2 separate regions of the Ovis aries genome follow, and region 1 is linked to region 2. A link is a contact called in public Hi-C data. All regions are on one chromosome and are shown on one strand. Each heading gives the region's core, a stretch centred on a gene start, on an enhancer-like site or on the middle of the called end of the contact. The rest is flanking DNA. Distances are from core to core; before and after follow the strand shown.

Evidence for each region. A called contact is a pair of places that touch in the nucleus more often than the background predicts.
Region 1: a Hi-C map of liver shows a contact between it and region 2, with 2.8 times the contacts expected there. The contact joins the enhancer-like site here to the promoter of BIRC2 in region 2. A contact is called at or near these places in 7 of 16 Hi-C or Micro-C datasets (blood, liver, muscle and 2 more).

What each region holds. Positions count from the first base shown.
Region 1 is chr15:6,108,675-6,114,708 of ARS-UI_Ramb_v3.0, reverse strand. No RefSeq gene overlaps it. Among named protein-coding and RNA genes, the nearest start is that of BIRC3, 16 kb to the right of the region's middle. Within about 2 kb of position 2,113, at least 9 of the 54 cell types and tissues checked have an H3K27ac peak or open chromatin away from gene starts, as enhancers often do. A contact at or near this core is called in liver, where this site is marked.
Region 2 is chr15:6,045,041-6,051,235 of ARS-UI_Ramb_v3.0, reverse strand. BIRC2 (baculoviral IAP repeat containing 2) reads left to right here and starts at 4,550. Exons shown (of 8, transcript XM_012095319.5): 1 at 4,550-4,704.

The sequences.
Region 1 (6,034 bases), core at 864-3,363, 66 kb before region 2:
GAAGATCCCTGGAGAAGGAAATGGCAACCCTCTTTAGTATTCTTGCCTGGAGAATGCCATGGATAGAGGAGCCTGGTGGGCTACAGTCTATAGGTTTGCAAAGAGTTGGACCTGACTGAATGACTAACACTTTCATGCTACGTATAGTAAGTCAGCTCCCCTTTACCCAGAAAGTTTAGTGGCCAGATCTTTTTAATGCCTAATTTTCAGAATATTCTAAACAAGAATTCACTTAGCATTTATGGATTAAGCCTAACACTACATTTCTTGGTGTCAATCCATGCTGTAAAAATTAAACATTATTAAGTCTGGCAAATAATAAGAGCTCAAAATTTGCTGCAGGTGTAACAGAAGGCAATTAAAAAAATCATATTGACCATTTATCCCACAGCTCTTGGTACATAAGGAATTGTTTTTGTTTGGAACAAAGACACTTAGGTAAATGTTTGGGTAAATGGTGAGTGTCCATTGGATCAATACTTTATAGAACAAAGGAATTTGGTGCTTTTCAGTGTAGAGGAAAGATGGGTGAGGGGAGAAGTTGAGGGCAGGAGAAGAGACGAGGGAAAGAGTGAAGGGAAGAGTGAGGAAGGTGAAGAGAAATGAGGGAGGTAGGAGGAAAAGGCTGGATGGAGGGCTGGTGGAAGTGTGTCTCACGGGACCTCACGAAAGCTGTTCTGGGCAGTCGGTGACAGGGTGGACCCCAGTGATTCTGTAAAGACTGTGTACTTTGGGGAGAATGATGAAAAGGATAGGTTCCACCTCTGTGTGATGCTGGTTGGACAGAGAGGGCATGTGTACATGCAGGATTTGGGGGGAGGGCGCTGGGGGTATGAAAGCACATGAATTTCCAGAAACTCATAGAAATCTTGAATAACCCTGGGCCATGAAACTTGGGCTCAAGGCAATCTAGATCTCAAGGGAGCAGGTAGCAGCATCCAGATTACATAAAAGTGTGTGTGTGTGTGTGTGTGTGTGTGTGTGTGTGTGTGTGTGTTTGAGAGAGAGACAGAGCATGGGTCCCTGCAAGTGCGAGCTAGAGAGGGAGAGAAATTCACAAATGGGAAGAGAGTTGGGGAATGGAGAGAGAAATCAGTTGCACTTGTGAAAAATTCAACTACAGTTATATCTGAAACCCTGTAGTGGTCACATTACACGCAAATATAGCCTTTCTTCCGGTTTCCTCCCTGCTTCCGATTAGCAGCTGAATGTGTTGCCCAATATTCCAGACCAGCAGATATCGCTCAAGTCATGGGAAACTCAGTGCTTTTGGGGGAAGTCCTTTCCATTTAGAAAAACACTTGTGGTTACTAAGTTCTTTGTATTAAGCTGACATTTTCATTCATTCATTCATCTAACAAATACGTATGAAGTGTGTTCTGTGTGCCAAGCATTGGTCTGTGTACTGGGGGGGAGGGTGTGGGGCAGACAAGCTGCGGGACAGTGCCCAGCAGAAGTGGCAGCAATAACAGCAGCCAGGACCCCTGGCAGGGTCAGAAGCCACAAGGCAGCAATACCAGAGCCATGCCAGCTACTGACGGGATCTTTGTTGGCTCCTGGGAGGAGGGAAGCCACCCAGAAGCTGCCCAGGGGAAGTGATTTGCATGGGTCTAGAATTCCAGCAACTACACTAACTGGAGGCTGCCTTTATCGCATCCCACTTCCCAGAAACTATACAGCCCTCATATTCCGTCCTACATTGGGATGATCAGGTTAACACAGGCTACACTACAAACCACAGCTCTGCAATTCTATTCTTAAGCTATTTTATGCCCAAAGTGGGTCATTTACACTACAAATCTCACCTGCTGAGAGCTGAAGATCTAAGACTATTTTGATTTTACAGGTATCAATCCTAGATTTCTGCTGCTTATAAAAATGATGGGCAGTATTTTCAGCCAATCTATTCTTCACTGTATTCACTGTAAATTTGCAAAGAAAAAATTTGAGATCAGGCTCCAAGATATCATTAAAATCTGCAGGGAGGGAAAAATGTCTGTTTGACAAACATCAAGTTGGACTGAACGTCAGATACAAATCAACACCACATATACCCTCATCCAGCCAGATGCTGTTCATTTGCCACAAAGATATAGATTCAGACAACTGCTACAAGTCAGAGCTTATCAAAACAGGAAGTGGGCGTGCCAGGCCCAGATCTTTCCTTATGATTGCAGACTCTCTCATGGTGAGCACTTCTTCATTTTCTTAAAGCTTACACACCACTTTGACTAATTCATAATAGAATTTTGCTTCAGATGGCTATTACATTTATTTACTCTGTCAACTGTCTGCAGAAGTCCCTTCCTTCCCTTTTCTGAAAATTAGAAATCTTAGCTCATTTCCAGTTTGTCCACTATTTTGTGATTTTCAAAAATAATTATATCAATAGTTAAGTAATATGTTCTGCAAGTTTTTAAGGTCATGTGTCTGAAACAAGAAACAAGAATTATTCAGAGTGGCTACTTGCTTTCTATAGCCTCCTCACTATGTTGACCTCTGTTTTCTTCTTACTAACGTTTAGACCATCTTATTCCCTCCTCCCTCCATGGGATTCAGACTGGGAGAAATATTCACCAAGTAGCTGCTGCCAGAGAATGGGACCAAAAGCTGAAGCATAAACTTGATTGTCCAATTTAGATGAGTGCAGTGAGGGGCTGTGAGATGCAGGCAAGCTAATTAACGTCCATCAGGAGAGACAGAGTCTAAGGCAGAGCAAATAGAGGGTCACAGCTGGGGTTCAGAAGCAAGTCAGGCCTGGAATTCCCTGGCAGTCCGGTGGTCAGGATCTGGCATTTTCACTGCTGTGGGCCTGACTTCAATTCCTGGTAGGGGAAATAAGATTCTGCAAGCCGTGGGGCTCTGCCAAAAAAATAAAAATAAATAAAAGCAGGCCAGGACCAAGCAAGTATGGTGTAAATTTGTAGGGTCAAATTTAGTGGGCACTAACCACGTGGGCTCCTGAGCATTTGAAATGTCCACTGCGGAACTAGATTGTTAATTTCAGTTTAATTTAAACTCATTTATTTTAGAATTTAAAAACTGAACCAAAGTAAAAATGTTCTCATTAAGTACAACCCCATTGTTCTGAGAGGACTATGTTTCACTTTAACAAATCATGTAAGATGTTTTTGTGATACTCGAGTGTGCCTCGAGTGGGCCTATGTTTACACATCAGCAATCTACTTGGTATAAACAAAATTATTTAAGTGATTTTTCCTACACAATGATGTAACATTGCAACAAGATTATTGGATGTTTATGCAGAGAACAAGTTACAGTGATAGTTATGAAAATAGTAATCAAATGGAAATACTTATAATTTTAATTAAAACAATTATGCTTTTGTTCTTATTCTAAAGTTAAGTGTAAACAAAATTTTAAGTTTAAAATTAGGGCATACTAGTGATGTAGATGGAGAAGGCAATGGCACCCCACTCCAGTACTCTTGCCTGGAAAATCCCATGGACAGAGGAGCCTGGTAGGCTGTAGTGCATGGGATCACTAAGAGTTGGACACAACTGAGCGACTTGACTTTCACGTTTCACTTTCACGCATTGGAGAAGGAAATGGCAACCCACTCCAGTGTTCTTGCCTGGAGAATCCCAGGGACGGGGGAGCCAGGTGGGCTGCCGTCTATGGGGTCTCACAGAGTTGGACACGACTGAAGTGACTTAGCAGCAGTTAGCACTGATGTAGAATCAAATGGAGATGGAGAAGCCAGTCGCACAAACAAAGCAATAAAGGAAAAAAAAAAATTGAGAGAAAATGTGTCCCAAATTTCACAAAGCACGGTAATTGCAGATTTTGGGGTTAAACAAAATGAAAAAGCTATTTGCTTGATGTGTAAGTTTTCTTTAAGATGATGAAGCGGACAATATTACAGACATTAGCAGAAAAAACATGGTACATTTGATAAGTTTCCTCTAACAGTCAAAAAAATTTGAAAAGAATAGACTAAATTAGTTATCAGAAATCAGAAATGAATATCTGACAAAATTTTTAAAAATTATATTTAATGTGAGCTTATAACTTTAGCTAGATGTTAAATGACTTAGACTCTTGCACAAAAAAGAAACTAATTTTTTAGATGGCAACATGGTAAAAGAAATCCATTTCAGTTATGGAAATATTATAAAATTACTAGGAAAGGAGTAAAAAAAAATCACATTTTACAAAAAACAAAATATCTTCAATAAAGCCACTGAACAATCATCTGTAAGTCACAAGCCCTTTTCAAGAATATCAAAGATCAATTGATTCAGAATTGGAAAGACTGGAAGAACTTTCTTTAATACATTTCAAGTGCTTAGGATGAGTCATGCCTGCTTAATACTTTGGTTATGTTTAGTCTCAGAGGACTTCCAAACTCATGAAGAAGTACTGTCAACTCATAGTCTAAAAAGTCAAACTCATGGCATAGATATATTTGAACTTTTTATGACTGTCAAAGAATTTCAACTAAATATGAAAAAAAATTGGTTTCTATATGATACAGGTGCTTCAGCTGTTACATTAAAAATCTGGATTTATAAGAATTTTGAAAGAATAGACTGATGAGAGTCCCTTTGGACTACAAGGAGATCAAACCAGTCAATCCTCAAGGAAATCATGGCCTGAATATTCATTGGAAGGACTGATGCTGATGCTCCAATACTTTGGCCACCTAATGTGAAAAGCAGACTCATTGGAAAAGACCCTGATGCTGGGAAAGATTGAGGGCAAAAGGAGAAGGAGGCAAAAGAGGATGAGATGGTTGGATGGCATCACTGACTCGATGGACATGAGTTTGAGCAAACTCAGGGAGATAGTGAAGGACATAGAAGCCTGGTATGCTGCAGTTCATGGGGTTGCAAAGAGTCAGACATGACTTAGTGACTGAACAACAACTATGTTGTTAACTCCAATTCAAGATTTTCTTGAAACAAAAGAATATTTGCCAAATTTTCAGTAATGAAAGACAAAACTTGGCAGTTATGAGTTATGTTTTCTCAGTCATATCACACTGCATATGAACAAGCAGAACTTGAAGCTCCAAAGAACAGAACAGCTTATTTGTAACCTAGATCTATAGATATGAGAATTAATGTTGATACTGAAATGTTTCATAATACTAGTCAATAATGATTTTATACATTTTTATAATATAAATTCATATGCAGAATATTTTAATTATAACTGAAAGTGTTATGTAAATTGGCTGATAGAAATACAAAAATTGAAAACACTTTGTTGCTAATGTTTAATTTAGTTTCTTTCCTTCCTTCCCCTCCCAACTTTGTTGAGATATAATGAACATATAACATTGTATGAGTTTAATGTGTACACTGTGATTACCACAATAAGGTTAGTTAACACATCTATCACTTGACATAAATAACTTATTTTTGAGGGTTTGTTGTTGAGAACATTGAAGATCCCATCTCTTAGCAACTTTCAACTATACAATACAGTATTATTGATTATAGTCACCACACATCAGATCCTCAGAACTTGTTCATTTTATAACTGGAGGTTTGTACAGTTTGGCCAACAGAGTTGCTTTCAATTTATGCAATTCTCCTTTGAATTTGAAGTTAACTTTAATTGTCTTGTTAGTGAATTTACTAAACTTGACATAAATTTGAAATTGATATGCTTTTAAGGATGCTGAACCTTACAGTTTGTTTTATTGCATAATATTTGCATAAGAAAAAGTATTGAAAATTCTAAGATATCCTACAACCATCAATCAGCTAATTATTAATTCTACACTAAAGCTAGGCAGACATATAATCTTAAATTTAAAAGCTAGTTTCAAAAAAAAGTAGACAAAAATTTAACATGATGCACTTTTCAATATGGCTATATTTGTAGTTTCATGTTAATAAGCGTTTCAAATGTACTGCTGGAAAGTTGCTTTTCGTACTGTGAATATTGCTAGGGTAATATCAGATTATAAGCTGTAAAAACTAATTACTTTTATGGAATGATAAAGCTAACATTGTGATAATCAGTTTTCAATTCACATGCGAATTAAGTTGATGTAATAGTA
Region 2 (6,195 bases), core at 3,301-5,800:
CCTAGTACCAACAAGACAGTTCCTTAAAAGATAACAGTCCTTCTTAATCTAGGAAGGGGCCCATTACTTGCTTAATTACTATAAACTGTCAGTAATACATCACTTAATATACAGCCCTCTGTCTCAAAAACATATTGATATAACTGTGCTTTGACCTTTAAGAGGCAGAACAGTTCTTAGAGCTTTCTGAGAATCTATTCCTGGGTTATAACGCTCAATTTGGCTCAAATAAATTTTCCATTTCTTTCTTAGATCAACTGATTAATTTTTTCCCCAACAGGGACTAGTTGTCTATATAGTGCTACACTATGGAGTACTGTGCAGAAATGAGAAATCTATCTGTACTAGTATTGAGTGATGTCCAGAATTAGTAAGTGGAAAAGGTGGGAAAAAGTGTGCTACCATTTATCTAATAAAAAAAATATGGATATATATATAATTATATTTTTAGAATTAAAGAAAAAACCATAAAAATGTTTAAATCATTGCCTACAGGGCAGGAAGAAAATGGAGGTGAGCATAAGGATTTTTCAGTGTGAAGGAAGGGAGTTACAGATGTACAATCAAGGGTTATCCAGCTTTGTCCACAGAACAGGTTATAAGAAAAATACAGTTGATGGGAACAGAGTAAAGGGACAAAGTAGGTGATTAAATAATTAATCTCAGTAGGACATTATAAGTAGAAAAAACATGGGCCACCCTTGTAAGTTAATGATTACTCAAGAAAGCAGGTTTGCTTAACCACAAAACCAGGTAGGGTTGCTTAGCAACAAGACCATGCAGCAGGAGCATGAGACAGGCCCCCAAACAATAAAACAGTGGTGTCCTAAAACCCCCATATCTCAGTGAGCTCAGTAATGATTGTTAGGACATGCTCTCTGCACACATAAAAAACAATAACTTGTGGACTTAAATTGACCATGTAGAGAACAAGGAAACTTTCCTGCTCAGCCTGGAGGAGGAACTGATGATGGAAGCATGATGTCTACTCAGTTCAGTTCAGTTCAGTTGCTCAGTCGTGTCCGACTCTTTGTGACCCCACGGGCTGCAGCATGCCAGGCCTCCCTGTATATCACCAACTCCCAGAGTTTACTCAAACTCATGTGCGTTGAGTTGGTGATGCCATCCAACCATCTCACCCTCTGTCGTCCCCTTCTCCTCCCACCTTCAATCTTTCCCAGCATCAGGGTCTTTTCCAATGAGTCAGTTCTTCACATTAGGTGGCCAAAGTATTGGAGCTTCAGCTTCAGCATCAGTCCTTCCAATGAATATTCAGGACTGATTTCTTTTAGGATGGACTGGCTGGATCTCCTTGCTGTCCAAGGGACTCTTAAGACTCTTCTCCAATTCCACAGTTCAAAAGCACCAGTTCTTCGGCACTCAAGTTTCTTTATAGTCCAGCTCTCACATCCATACATGACTACCGGAGAAACCATAGCTTTGACTAGATGGACCTTTGTTGGCAAAGTAACATCTCTGCTTTTTAGTATGCTATGTGGTCATAACTTTTCTTCCAAGGAGCAAGCGTTTTTTTAATTTCATGGCTGCAGTGATTTTGGAGCCCCCCCCCCCCAAATAAAGTCTATTCAATGGAAAGTACTCTGAGGTCTACTCAAGAAAGACAAAGAAGTTCTTCTCCCTCTTTCATTTTTCCTTTGATTATAAAACTCTAGCCCAGTAAGATCCTGGGGCATGGCACCCCCTTGCCTGCCTGCTTGTAAGCCTCACAAGCATGTTATTCTAATAAATCACCTTTTAGCTATCACTTTGCCTCTCACTGAATTCTGCACTGAGACACAGAGCCCCTGATATGACATCAAATGGTTTCACAACTGAATAACAGTACCACAGACAGTTAGATTATGGTCTTAAATATCATTTCCCACTGAAGGAAACAAAGCACTTTGAATAAATGGCTTGTTATAATTACTGGGTAAGAGATGTACAAAGCCAGTATTGAAAGCAATCAAAGACTACCAGGGCCATTTCTAAAGGACTCAGGAATGACTTCCCTGGTGGGAAGTGGCTAAGACTCTATGCTGTCAAGGCAGGGGCCTGGGTTCGCTACAACTAAAGGTCCTGCATGCTGCAACAAATATCGAAGATTCTGTGAGCCAAAAGTAAGACTCAGCACAGTCAAATAAATAATTAAAATATACACATAAATTTTTAAAAAAGGACTCAAAAGCCAACATAAATAAGCTCCCATTGGACTATTGAGAATAAGTGCAAAGGATTATAACTCACAAAGTGTTAAAATCCCTAGATTCATATAAATAGCTGTTCCCTTTAGGGTTTTTACCCATTAGAACTTTTTTTTTTTAAACAGTTTAGGTCACCATTTAATTTTATTTTTCATTAGCGTAACCACTCATTATTATTTATTGACCAGTTAAGTCCTTTTCTCAATGATATGTAATATAATACCAACGTCAGGTTCATATATATATTTCTAGGCACTGTATCTTGTTCCTTTATTTGTCCATCCTTGTGCTAACTCAGTACTATCTTAATTACTATGACTTTACTGTATAACTCATTATCTCATGGATAAGTCCCTTCAATCTTATATTCTTCACAATTGTCTTGGATCCTGTAAATATGTTGTTGACATATATGTGAAAACTATTAGGATAGCAACCTCAGTAGAAATACACACCTTATTTTAAAAAAGCACCAGCAATTCTACACTGTAAATATTAAAAAGATTAACTGAGTAAGTGGGCAACAATAAATTTAACATTCAACTACAAGGTTATACTGGAGAAGACAATGGCAACTCACTCCAGTATTCTTTCCTAGAGAATCTGAGGAACAGGGGAGCCTGGTGGGCGGCTGTCTATGGGGTCGCACAGAGCCGGACATGACTGAAGTGACTTAGCAGCAGCAGCACAAGGTTATACATGGTTAAAGTTACAGTTATTATACCTGAATGTTATTACACAGGTTTTTTTTTTGGAAATGTCTATGGACTTTCAGTTTTTGAAATACGAATTTTCCCTTATACTGTTTTGGTTAGGACAAGAATTGAAAATGAGAAATAGTCTTGAATCCAGAATGAACAGTTCTTGCTATATTTATTTTCCCACACATAAAAAGAAAGTTGGGTAACTTTCAGAGAAATTGTAACTTGAACTAAATACTGAACTCATGTGCATATTTCGAAGTTTTTAGTCATTGGGAGTCACGGCATTTCTTTTCTCTGTATCACAATCTGTTATGAATACTTTCTTTTTACTACTAACACTTGAACAGAAGCCTTGCTGTTCTGTGATTGACTGGCAGGCAGAAATGACAGGGACAGGAAATGGGAAATGGTTCAGGGTTTTGGAATTCCCCCGGCTGCCTAATTAAGTAGCTTATTTGGAAGTTTTTGAAATATTTGCCCCCCCTGGGGTTCCCCTGAGAGAAGAAATCATCTGATATCATTCACAAAGAGAGTCTTCACAAAACATAAACTAAAAAATTCCCTTGCTGCAATATAGCAAATATTTACTGTATGCCACTGTGTTCACACACTGCTAGAGAGGGGAGCAAACCAAGATTTTGTTATTTACGATTTTTGTTTATCATTTAACTATACCAACATGTCACTTAACTATATAAACGTCATTGATAAAGGCTCCTCTGTGGTTCCTTCACGACTAACATATACATGCGTATGAATGTACCCACTCATTGGAAAAGACCCTGCCTGATCTTAGGGTTGAGGGCAGAAGAAAAGCGCCACAGAGGATGAGACGGTTGGGTAGCATCACCAACTCAATGGACATGAACTTGGGCAAACTCTGCGGAGATGGTGAGGGACAGGCAGGCCTGCTGTGTTACAGTCCATAGGGTTGCGAAGAATCAGACACGAATGGCGACCATATGAATGTATACATTCCATTCTAGCCACATTCAGATTAAAAAAAGGAGTGAGGCCTAGTCTGAAACGTGGTTCCTGTTGCTCGTGATGACTTTCTGAAATTAGAACATTTTCGTCAGTTATTCCGCCTCCAGGACAGAAAAACAAATGTTTAAAAATAAAAGATACAGTGTCTGATTATAAAATTTATTCTCTGATGCTGTTCTGCCGTCCAACACTTTTTTTCCATTTCCACGGCCAGCTGTCGAAGGTTGACGTTACGCAGCCGCTGAGACCGTTACAACTATTCATTTAATGGAAGCCCAAACGCCGGCAGGTTGCCTCCACCCCGGGACGTGGTCACCCGCGCTGACGCGACCCCGAACGCGCGACGCCGGGGAGAGGCGCTTCGCCGGAACGGGGGCGTTTCTGCAGGGCTTCCCGCGGCTCGCGCTTCGTCACGTGCCCTTCAGGAGAAGGTCAGGAACGGCGAGGGAAAGAAACGTCAAAAGTGCCCACGCCGCGAGATGAAAGGTCCGATTACCAAGCTGAGGCCCGGCTCGTAGCCCCCGCCAGCTGACCTATGGCCGCGCCCTCCCGCCCGCGCGCACTCCCCGAGCCGCGCCAGACCCGCACTTCCGCCCTCAGCCACCCCGGCGCCCTCGGGCTGCGTGACGTGATCCCGGCCGGCGCGCTGACGTCAGCGGGCGTCGGCGTGGGCCTCGCGCGGGCGGGGAGCCTGTGGCGCGCTGGAGCCCAGGCACCCGGCCGCCCCCTTCTGCCGGTGTCGTTGTTCAAGGGGCTGAGGAGGCTCCGGGAGGCTAAGCCGTTTCCGCGTTTGCTGCGTCGGCCTCGCGGTGAGTGCAGCTCCTTCCGGGCCCTGCGGTGCGAGGCGGCGTGGGGCGCGCGGGCCTGTGGGGCTCGCTTCCCTGCAGCTGCAGTTGGGAGGATTGGGATGACTGGGCCGGGGCCTATCGGCCGGGAGCTGGGGGATCGCGGCGAGCTCTCCGGTCTCCTCTCGCAGATTCTGTTTCATTCGGAAGCCCCAACTCCAAAAGTTGCAGTCGAAAGTAAATTTTTTAAATTGACCTGTTGGCAAGCCTCCGCTGGCCGCCGCCCACTTTTGTGGCCGTTGGACTCAGCCCAAGATGTTGGTCAAGCTTCTGCAGGGTTTTAAACTTAGCCCTCGGTGGTGTTTTGTTTAGAAGGAGAACAGTCTGTGGGAGCGGGGTCTCCTGTTTTAGATCGCTCCAGCCGCGCTCTGCCACTTTCGTGGTCCACTGTGTTGTGAGAAATAGCGCTGGGAAATTAAAACTCCGGTTTCCCTTCTTTTCCCTTGCAGTCTGTCTCTCGGCCTCAACCCCCGAAGCCACAAGTTTGCTTTAAGAGGGCAAACCACTGTAGGGTGGCTGTGGACAAAAGTCTTTTAAGACAGAACGCCAAGTTCTGGTGTAACAGAAGCTTTCTTTTCTTTTTTTTTTTTAGTTTTAACTCAAATATTTTATTTATTTTTTAATTTTTATTTTTTTATTTTTTAATTTTAAAATCTTTAATTCTTACATGCGTTCCCAAACATGAACCCCCCTCCCACCTCCCTCCCCATAACATCTCTCTGGGTCATCCCATGCACCAGCCCCAAGCATGCTGCATCCTGCGTCAGACATAGACTGGCGATTCAATTCTTACATGAAAGTATACATGTTAGAATGCCATTCTCCCAAATCATCCCACCCTCTCCCTCTCTCTCTGAGTCCAAAAGTCCGTTATACACATCTGTGTCTTTTTTCCTGTCTCTTGCAAGGGGTCGCATTCCCAAGGCCAGTGTTTCACAGAGCCGTTGTGGGGTGTGTTGTTTTTGAGCTACTTTCTGTGGCTGCTCCTTTGGATTGTAAGGGCGTTGTAGGGCGTTGTAGAGTTAAAGGGTCATCATGTATTAATGAGTTCCTGACACATTTTACTCTCACTGGTGAGTTTTCCGAGTTCTGGAGAAACTTGGTATTAAAGAATAAAGAACATTGTGAGCGCGCACTCGTGTCCGATTCTTTGCGACCCCAGAGGCTGTAGCCCGCTAAGCTGCTCTGTCCATGGAATTTTCCAGGCAATACTGGAATGGGTTGTGTGTATTAAATCGTCTAAATAACTGCTGCACTGTTGCTGATGGGTGCCCTCTCTTTCAGCACTAGTGCCCCTTTGCCTCTAGCAAACTGCCAGAGATATTACCCTTAAAGTATGTATTAAAGTTGTCACCAGAGGAAGAGAGGAGACCAAGAACAAAATAGGTTTCTGTGTCCATCTTTCTTCAAAGTTGTACGTTAAAAGAAATGCATATTTAATGCTATTGGCAATAT